Linked DNA regions of Mus musculus: region 2 is linked to region 1. A link is a contact called in public Hi-C data. All regions are on one chromosome and are shown on one strand. Each heading gives the region's core, a stretch centred on a gene start, on an enhancer-like site or on the middle of the called end of the contact. The rest is flanking DNA. Distances are from core to core; before and after follow the strand shown.

The links. Hi-C and Micro-C count contacts between places; a contact is called where the count stands out from the background.
Region 2: a contact with region 1 is called in a Hi-C map of the N1E-115 cell line, with 4 times the contacts expected there. The contact joins two enhancer-like sites. A contact is called at or near these places in 3 of 484 Hi-C or Micro-C datasets (the N1E-115 cell line, embryonic fibroblasts and nephron progenitors).

The regions. Positions count from the first base shown.
Region 1 is chr3:118,672,539-118,676,697 of GRCm38.p6, forward strand. It overlaps Dpyd (dihydropyrimidine dehydrogenase), which reads left to right. Exons shown (of 23, transcript NM_170778.3): 3 at 1,951-2,033. Among named protein-coding and RNA genes, the nearest start is that of Dpyd, 110 kb to the left of the region's middle. Within about 2 kb of position 2,738, at least 33 of the 459 cell types and tissues checked have an H3K27ac peak or open chromatin away from gene starts, as enhancers often do. A contact at or near this core is called in the N1E-115 cell line, where this site is marked.
Region 2 is chr3:121,092,183-121,096,393 of GRCm38.p6, forward strand. No RefSeq gene overlaps it. Among named protein-coding and RNA genes, the nearest start is that of Rwdd3, 77 kb to the right of the region's middle. Within about 2 kb of position 1,554, at least 4 of the 459 cell types and tissues checked have an H3K27ac peak or open chromatin away from gene starts, as enhancers often do. A contact at or near this core is called in the N1E-115 cell line, where this site is marked.

The DNA.
Region 1 (4,159 bases), core at 1,488-3,987:
TGTTATGGTTTTTCCTGGTTTCACCTCCAAAAACCTCTTGACCTCTCCTCCCTCCCCCTACTCACTAACCTACCCACTCCTGCTTTTGTTTTTACAGTTGGGAATATGGAACAACATTAACATTAATATTCTTTCATGAGACTTTGGATAAAAACACTAAACATTATTTCAAGTGTAAAACAGCAGGGCTGGGATACATGGGCCAATAGTTGGCTGTTGAAACTACAGCCATCTTTTTGGAAAGAGACTGCAACAGTTCACAGGGTTATTACCAGTATAATGCTTTTCATACTCGAACAAAAACACTGTACGTTATATCTTTTTTATTTTACACATTTTCAATACAGATTGGAGCTTAGGTATGTTTTAAGGTTTCCTTTTTTTTCTATTCACTAATCATATAGAACTTGACGTTTTTTGGCTATTTGAATTTTCATCATGAAAGTTTCTTCATGTGCCATTTTTGCCACTTTCAATTTCGTTTTTTTCCCTATCTTAATTTGTAGGAATAATTAATTCATTTTAGTGTGGATATATGTATAGTTAAGGTGTGTAGTACTGACACATGTGTGGAAAAATTGATCAATTGATCAGAATGCTATTGAGAAATAGATTCTGTAGGCACTGAAACTTAATTATGGGAAAGTGGCTCCCAATGATAGATGGTATTTTAGAGAAATAGCATTTTATTGATATCCAAATGATGTGATTTCCAGTCTTAAACTATATAGATGTCATCTCAAAGGCATGGCTTATCAAAAGGTGAAATACAAAATTGCAAAGCTTCCCGAAAAATGCTAAAGGAGGCTTTACTGGTTTTGAAGAATATTTCAAATAAATGGGCCACTCAAAGCACTAACCATATATTAGAAAACATAATAAATTGAGCATCATTAAATATAAAAACTTTTATATTTAAATTATTTTAGAAATATTTTAGATTTCCATCATAAAACAATTTGGTTATGCATCAAGATGATCTTGTCCTTAACTTGAGCTACACAAAAATGAAGGACTTCAGGGGGAATGATGAATTGCATATTAGTAGGTTGGAAATTAATTTACCCTTGTACATTGGAAATCAATAATCTAAGTTCTGTAGTCTTCTGAAGCCCAGCATGTTGTTTTTATAACTTGGGAAACAAATAATACATTCATAATTAAATTTAATTATTATTTACTTTTCAGTTTGTAAAATTGAAAACAAGAGAAAAAAAAAACCCTACAAAGAACAAAGTACAAAACTATTGTTTTGTGACCTAAATATTTGAAAAATTAAAATAATTACCTATTTAGGCTAAAATTTGATATCAGTTCTATGTTTTTGATACTTATTAAGTTATATACAATTGTTGGTGTAAAGTGTACCATTAAATTATAAGTGTAGCTTATAAATTAAATTTAGTTTTAGAAAATCCAATGTACTGGCAATGGTGTATTTGCTACCTATAAGGTTTATCTGTGATGTTTATCTGGCACTTTTTTTTTCATACTTTGGCCCGCTCCGTTTCGGTACACATTACCCAATTTTGAACTAGATCATTATCATACACACTTATCAATATGATTTTGAACTTACCTTTACAGATTTTTCTCTTTTAAATTTGCATTGGCTTTAACGAATCTGAGATTATTTTAGGAAACTAATTGCTATTCTGAAAAACCCTGGCAGTTTGGCTAGTTTTGTGTGACACTCTTTTTTTTTTTTTTTAACACCTATTTTGAAGAAAGTCTGATGAGAAGATTTCTCCTGCAGCTGCATCATAGGACTGGAGAGTTTGTGGCTGTTGAATTTCACTGTCGATTGTAATGAATCCTACCCAATTAAGCCGCGTGCCTATTTTTCATGAGCCCTTGATCAATACAATCGATTATATTTTTACATAACTGCATAGACGTAATTTCTTTGGTGGGTGTGGGAAATTAATTCACTGTTTTAATGTGTTGCAGACCTGTGAGAAGCTGGAGAGTAATTTTGATGACATCAAGCACACGACTCTTGGTGAGCGAGGAGCTCTCCGAGAAGCAGTGAGGTAAGTCTGGGTCACCATAGCAACAGTCACAGATGTGGTAAAGAAAAAGTCATTCTTCATTATTGGGGGAACAAATGAGTTCATCGCCAGCATTCAGCTCTGTTCTCTAAGGTATTAATTTGTCAGTGGAGAAACTTCCCTTGAGGCTGTACTTTTGGTTTTGAAGCTGCATAAATGTTAAGCCTCAGTGCACAGTAAAAAATGTAAATGTTTAATTTGTTACTTAAAATGCTTACGGGGTGTCTTGTTTTATATTTAGACTAAGTTGTGGGATTGAATGGAAATATTGTTCATCTAAATTCTGCCTGTGAGTTTAAAATAAACATTGTGTAAAGGTAGTCTAGCTGAGTACTATTTCCTAATTAATAATTAATTTGAAAAAGGTTTCTTTTTTCTTCATTTCATCTTCTGTTTTATTTCATTTAAAAAGTATTTTAAAGTGACTTACATTATCTCACAATTCCAAAACATAGAGCTACTTCCACTTGCATGCAAAGCCCTATGAATAACCTTATTTTATTCACTTAACATTTGTATTTTTATTTTCTCAACACTCACTCCAGCCTTGATATCATTTTTTAAATAACCTTTAATGAAGCATCCTTTAAATTCATTTGATCAAAATCAAAGAAAATGTGACCAGGCATTAACAATGTGTGAGCACTAAGCTTGTGATCCTTAGAACAAGGAAGTCACCAACAACAGTAGCACTAAAAGTTCCCAGCTTGAACCATACAGCAGCAGTCTTCTGCATTTATACAATGCAGTGGTATTTTCTTCTTGTTGTTGTTGTACTCATAAAACTAACGTTACTTTAAAAAAATATCTTAAAGTTCGTTATTTAAGATGGCTTTAAGATATAGAAAGTTAAAATACGGGAAACAGGAAATCTAACAGACTGGCTGCTTGCAGGTTTAAACACAATTTTGTTATTGCTTGCACACAGCTACCATATACTTTAGTTTAGAAGCCACTCTCATTTAGCAACATCCCTTTTACCATGCAAGCAGCAGGAGAAAGTAATTAAATTTAATAGAAGCTGCCCTCATTTTGAAGCCACTTCTATTTAAAACCACAGGGGGAGGTAATTAAATTTACAGGAAACAGTAGCTTCTACACAAAGATACATGGTACTTCTGTATAGATGATTATGATGTCACAAAAAGGGGAATAATATATTACTAGTGTGGAGGAGAAATTACCAGCTGGAGCAAGGAAACCTATTTTATTGTTAATGCCTTTACTAATAAAAAAGATGGAAAAATAAAACTGAGTGTGCAATCGAGAATTTGTGTCTGTATAAAATACACTGACAGTCTAAGAAAGTTTGTTATCCAAAATAATTTTAAATTAAAAATTAAAAACAAATTATACTGTAGAAAAGTCTAGGACAGGAATTATGAATGAATTCCTGTTTTTAAATATGTCCTGGATTCTGTACTGAAAACCACGGTGCCACTAAAAATTGAACATGCCATTTATGTAGAGTTTATAATTTTGAATACATGAAATGTGCATACTAATATCTATTTAGAAACCAATTATTTTGGCAATTTAATTTCTATTCATCTTGAAATAAACACGTTGAAAACAGGAAGACAAAGAGGATGCCAGCTCTCATGCTTTTGAATAAAAGAACTGAAGACCAAAACCACAGAGAGAACTGAAAAGGGCCATGTGAATGGATATGGATGTGAATGGGGAAACACAGTGAACACAAGGACTTGTGAGCATTGGAGGAGATCTGTCCTCCAGAAAAACCAAGTCGAGAATTGTAGGAGAGCTGTAGATAAAAAAGATCATTATTAAATTCTGCCAATTTAAAAAATCACTACTATTTATGCCATACAGGGAGATCTTGCTCGTAAAATCAGAATGAATGGATGGGGGTGGGAACACAGCATTAATTACGTAGTTGGGGTGACCTCTGACTACCCATGCAGTGAGTAGGGCAGCAGTCCAGATAATTCAATTCAGAATTTAATCACATGGTGGTGAAATGCACTTGTTTACTTAGGCTGACTATTTTATGTGTCCACCTACACATATGTATGCACACACATTCATGTCTGGACTCACCAGACGCAGTGAAATAATTTAGCAACCGGTAGCATTAGACTGTATAG
Region 2 (4,211 bases), core at 304-2,803, 2.4 Mb after region 1:
CAGCCTTCCTGTGGGACTCACCACCCTGTGGGAAGTCAACCCCCCCCCACTCTCCTTATCTCCCACCTGGGCAAGCAAGGGAACAAGTATAGAGTCAGGAGACACATAGAGCAGACTGGCTGGATTGCTGTCCCTCCAAAGTTTTACATAAACTGCCAGAGAATGAGACTGCTGTTCAGACAAGAGTAAAATAAAGTCTACATATTTATTTCAGGCAGAGCTGACAACATTCCAAGGTAGTTTCTGTAAAAGAGACCCATTTATTTCCAATGGACATTTGATACACAGGCCTTGGTTGATACCTTGTGATGTCATGGCAGCAGGACTTCCTTAGTGTCCCTCAGGAGAACATATGGAACCTAAGTGAACTGAAATATAAGTAATTGCCTACTTGGCTTTCCATGATGCTTCATTCAGAGTTTCATCACTGGTGATGAACTTGTTTAGCAGGCAGCTTCCCAGACTAAGAGTTTCTGCTTTCATTTCTTCACTGTTACAATAGGGCATTGGAAGAAGGGCCCCAGAGCAATGGTTAACCTGGGTGAAACTACTCGAGAGGATCAGATGTAGATCATCAGCATGGGGGGTCCTCTAGGAAAGTAGTTCTAGAATTTCTTAGAATCATAATGGTGGACCAATACTCAAGAATCAGTCTCATGCCTGCTAGAGAATTGGTGGGCACAGGTATGGAGAGGGAACGCTTCGTCACGAGGAATGATGAAAATGCAAGTGGTTTTGAGAAGAACAACCATGTACATTAGAATATAAGAAAGCAGATCCCGTTCCAGTTAACATTCTGAAAGCTGAATGCGTATAGTCCCCCAGAGATGAAGCAGTCACTGTGTAAGCTTTGTGCCATGCACTGAAACTTTGACTGTAGAGGAATATTGGAGGAGTCTGTCTTCAGCTCTCATGACTCACTCTTCCTAGTTTCCTTATCTTTCCACCCTCCCTTGGTTACTCAAGTCCAGATTGTTGAGTGAGGACCAATACTGCTCAAGGTCCTACGCATTCTCTATCTCAGTGCCATGATGGAAAGGAGCTATGATGGAAAGGGTTAATGGGATTCACCTCCCTTGGCCAGGTGCCTGCTCTGGGTGCCATAAAGTCTGAAATGGCTTGCTAGTTTGTTTATGTCCTTTCCTCCTCCCGCTCCCCCCCCCAAAAAAAATCATCTCCTACTCTCAAAATTATATTCATCTTTCTGCCTGCAATTTAAACCTCACTTCCTTCCCTGAAGGGTTCTTTCATGTGAGAGGTACAGCTATCTTAACATTCCCACCCAGGGAGGAGGGAACAGTCCTCATGTCAGCCTGAGGGCAGGAATAACGGCTCAGATCTGTTAGCACACCATTTATTGCACACAGCACTGAATGGCAGTGTGTGTAACCCACTATGATATTAGAAAGGTTTAGAGGATAGTATGATGCCAGGCATGTTCCACTGGCACATATCTAGTATGATGTCAGCCATGTCCCACTGGCACATATCTAGATCCTTCGTTATAGACGAGTCATTAAGAACAAGGGTTCTAAAACTGATCACTTGAATTCAGATCTCAACACTGCCACCTAGTGCTGGCCTTGAGTAAGATATTTAACCACTCTGGCCTCTGTGGGGACAAGGGCAATGATATTTCTCCCTCATGAGTCTGTTGAGAGGATGACACGGGTTAATGTCCACAAAGCTCTCCCAACGGTACCCGACATACAGTAAACATCCTGTAAGCAGCAGCTATTATATCTGGAAAGAATCGTGGTGGTAAATAAAGACTGAAAATTCATCAATTAGTGTGACATGAGCCACACTCATTCAAGTCTTAAAACAAAACAAAACAAAACGGAGTGTTTTTCGTCAACTCTCTTGTTGCCTGGATGAGGCTTGGGTGGCATCTAGAAGGATGGGACATAGCAAAAGCAATCCTGGCAGTAGGCTCAGTGCTTAGAAGAGGTAGTGGTGCCTACCAGAAGCAACAGTCATCAGAGGGTGGTACTGGAGGCCCCCAGATATCATATCATAACATCATATCAAATATCATAAAGCATGCAAGGTATCAAAGAGTACTGATGTGATGGCAGAAAAAAACAGAGGAGTCTAAGGGGATTGATGACACCCTGTAGACATGGCAATGGTATCAGCAAAGGCAGAGACAAACAGAGGTCAGAGGTCAATGCATGGTGGGCAACACAGGTAAGACATCAGCCTAACTCAGGCCCATGGGAGAAATTTCCTGGGTCCGCAGAAATATGTGGAAGACAGGCTCTGCCGGCATGAAGGATCCTCTGTGAATACAGTACGACAACACCCTCAAACCATCACTTGGGACCTCAGTCACAAGGAAGGGATGTTGAGAAATCATTAAAAGTGTACAGTTTGGATTTGGGGCGTTGCGTTCTGTTCACATGAGCCATGTGCTGAGTATCCATGCTCTGGCGGCTAGAAATACCTGAGAGAGAAAGAGACTCTTCCTCACACCATGCATAGCATCAACCGGATGGGGCACAGACCACAGGTAAGTGAGCAAATGAGTTAATGAGCCTGCTGCTGCCAGAGAGGTGGGAAGACACAGGTACTGATAACTAGCAATGCAATAGAATAAGACAACTTAGACATCATAGCCCCCCCAAAAAAATAGCATCATCCACAGGGAGGGTTCAATGTCAGGACCAAGTTGGGATGAACTGGAGACTGCGCTGGACCCTGAAGTGAGAAAGGCTAGGCAGACAGGAGGAACCAACGGGAGACTAGTAAATCTAAAGACGGAACCAACAAATCGTGGTCTGTAGACCCAGGCAGCCTGCTACCTTTGTAAGTGAGGTGCTGTTGGAGTCCAAGCACACTCATGGCCAGTCATTTGTTCATTCAGTATCTACGGCTGCTCTTGTGCCATGGTAGCAGAGCAGCCTGTGCTGGAGACATGGGTATGGCTCAGGCAGAAGAGTGGCTGCTGTGCAAACATCAGGACCTGAGACCAGTCCCAGAACTCACGTGAAAAACAGACGGGCATGCTCATAATCCCAATGTCTGGGGGGGGGGCTGTTGTGAAATCAAAGGCAGGCAGAAGCCCCAGGGCCTACTTGGTGCATTCCAGGACAAATGAAAGCTCTTTGGGGAGGGACAGAGGGGAGACAGCACCCAAAGAACAATTAAGTTTGTTGGCAAAGACCAGCTTTGGCATCCATGTGGTTGGTAAACTGAGGCAGGCAGCCACTGGGCGTCAGTGCTTAGAGCCGCTGACAGGGGTGGATCCTGACACCTACAAGGGCTGCTACCAAAGGCAGCCAGTGATTAGAGAAGATACTCAGCAGACTTTTAACTGAGGGAACAAAGCTTAGTCTACTGGGGCTGGCACTCTCTGTGTGGCCAGCGGAAAAACTATGAACTCTTTAACTCTTTAGGGCCAGCGAGAAAGAGAAGGAAAGAGAGAAAATTCACATGTGTATACAGAGGGAGAGAGAGAGAGAGAGAGACTGAGTGAATGAATGAAACAAAGGGCAGAATCCAATAACTTCATACACACAAATATATACATACATGCATACAGACAGACCTACAGACACATGCACATCCACACATAGAATGGTTAGAACAAAGCTCCAGAAAGCAGGCTCCAAACATTTCACACATACACACACACATACACACACACATACACACTCGCATGCACACACTCACATTCACACACACACACTCATACTCACATGCACACTCACACTCTCATGTACACTCACACACACAATCACACTCACTCACATGCACTCACACACACATACACACACATACAATTAGTGGGTGGAGCAAGCTCCAACACACACACCCAGATAAATGTTACATATGTACATACATACACATAGTTGACGGATAGGAGGAACAATGTTCTAGCCCTCCACTCACACAAACTTGACACACACGTACTTGATGGATGCCCCATCCCTCATACTTTATTCTTTCTTCCGTAGCTTATATATCCCAGCAAAATCTTTCAAGCAGTATACAATTACAATGTGACTACATTTTAGTTTTCTTCTAGTGAATGATGAAAAAATAGTGCGTTCCCCAATACCTTTAAAAGAAATAACACTACATAGTACTAATAAAGAAAACAATTTACCCACGTACATTCGTAGCTAAGCAACTTGTTATGGATTAGCAAAGTAAAGCAAGCAAGTAAGGGAGTTTCCTCAGCCAGATTCTCTCACTGGCAGGCAGCA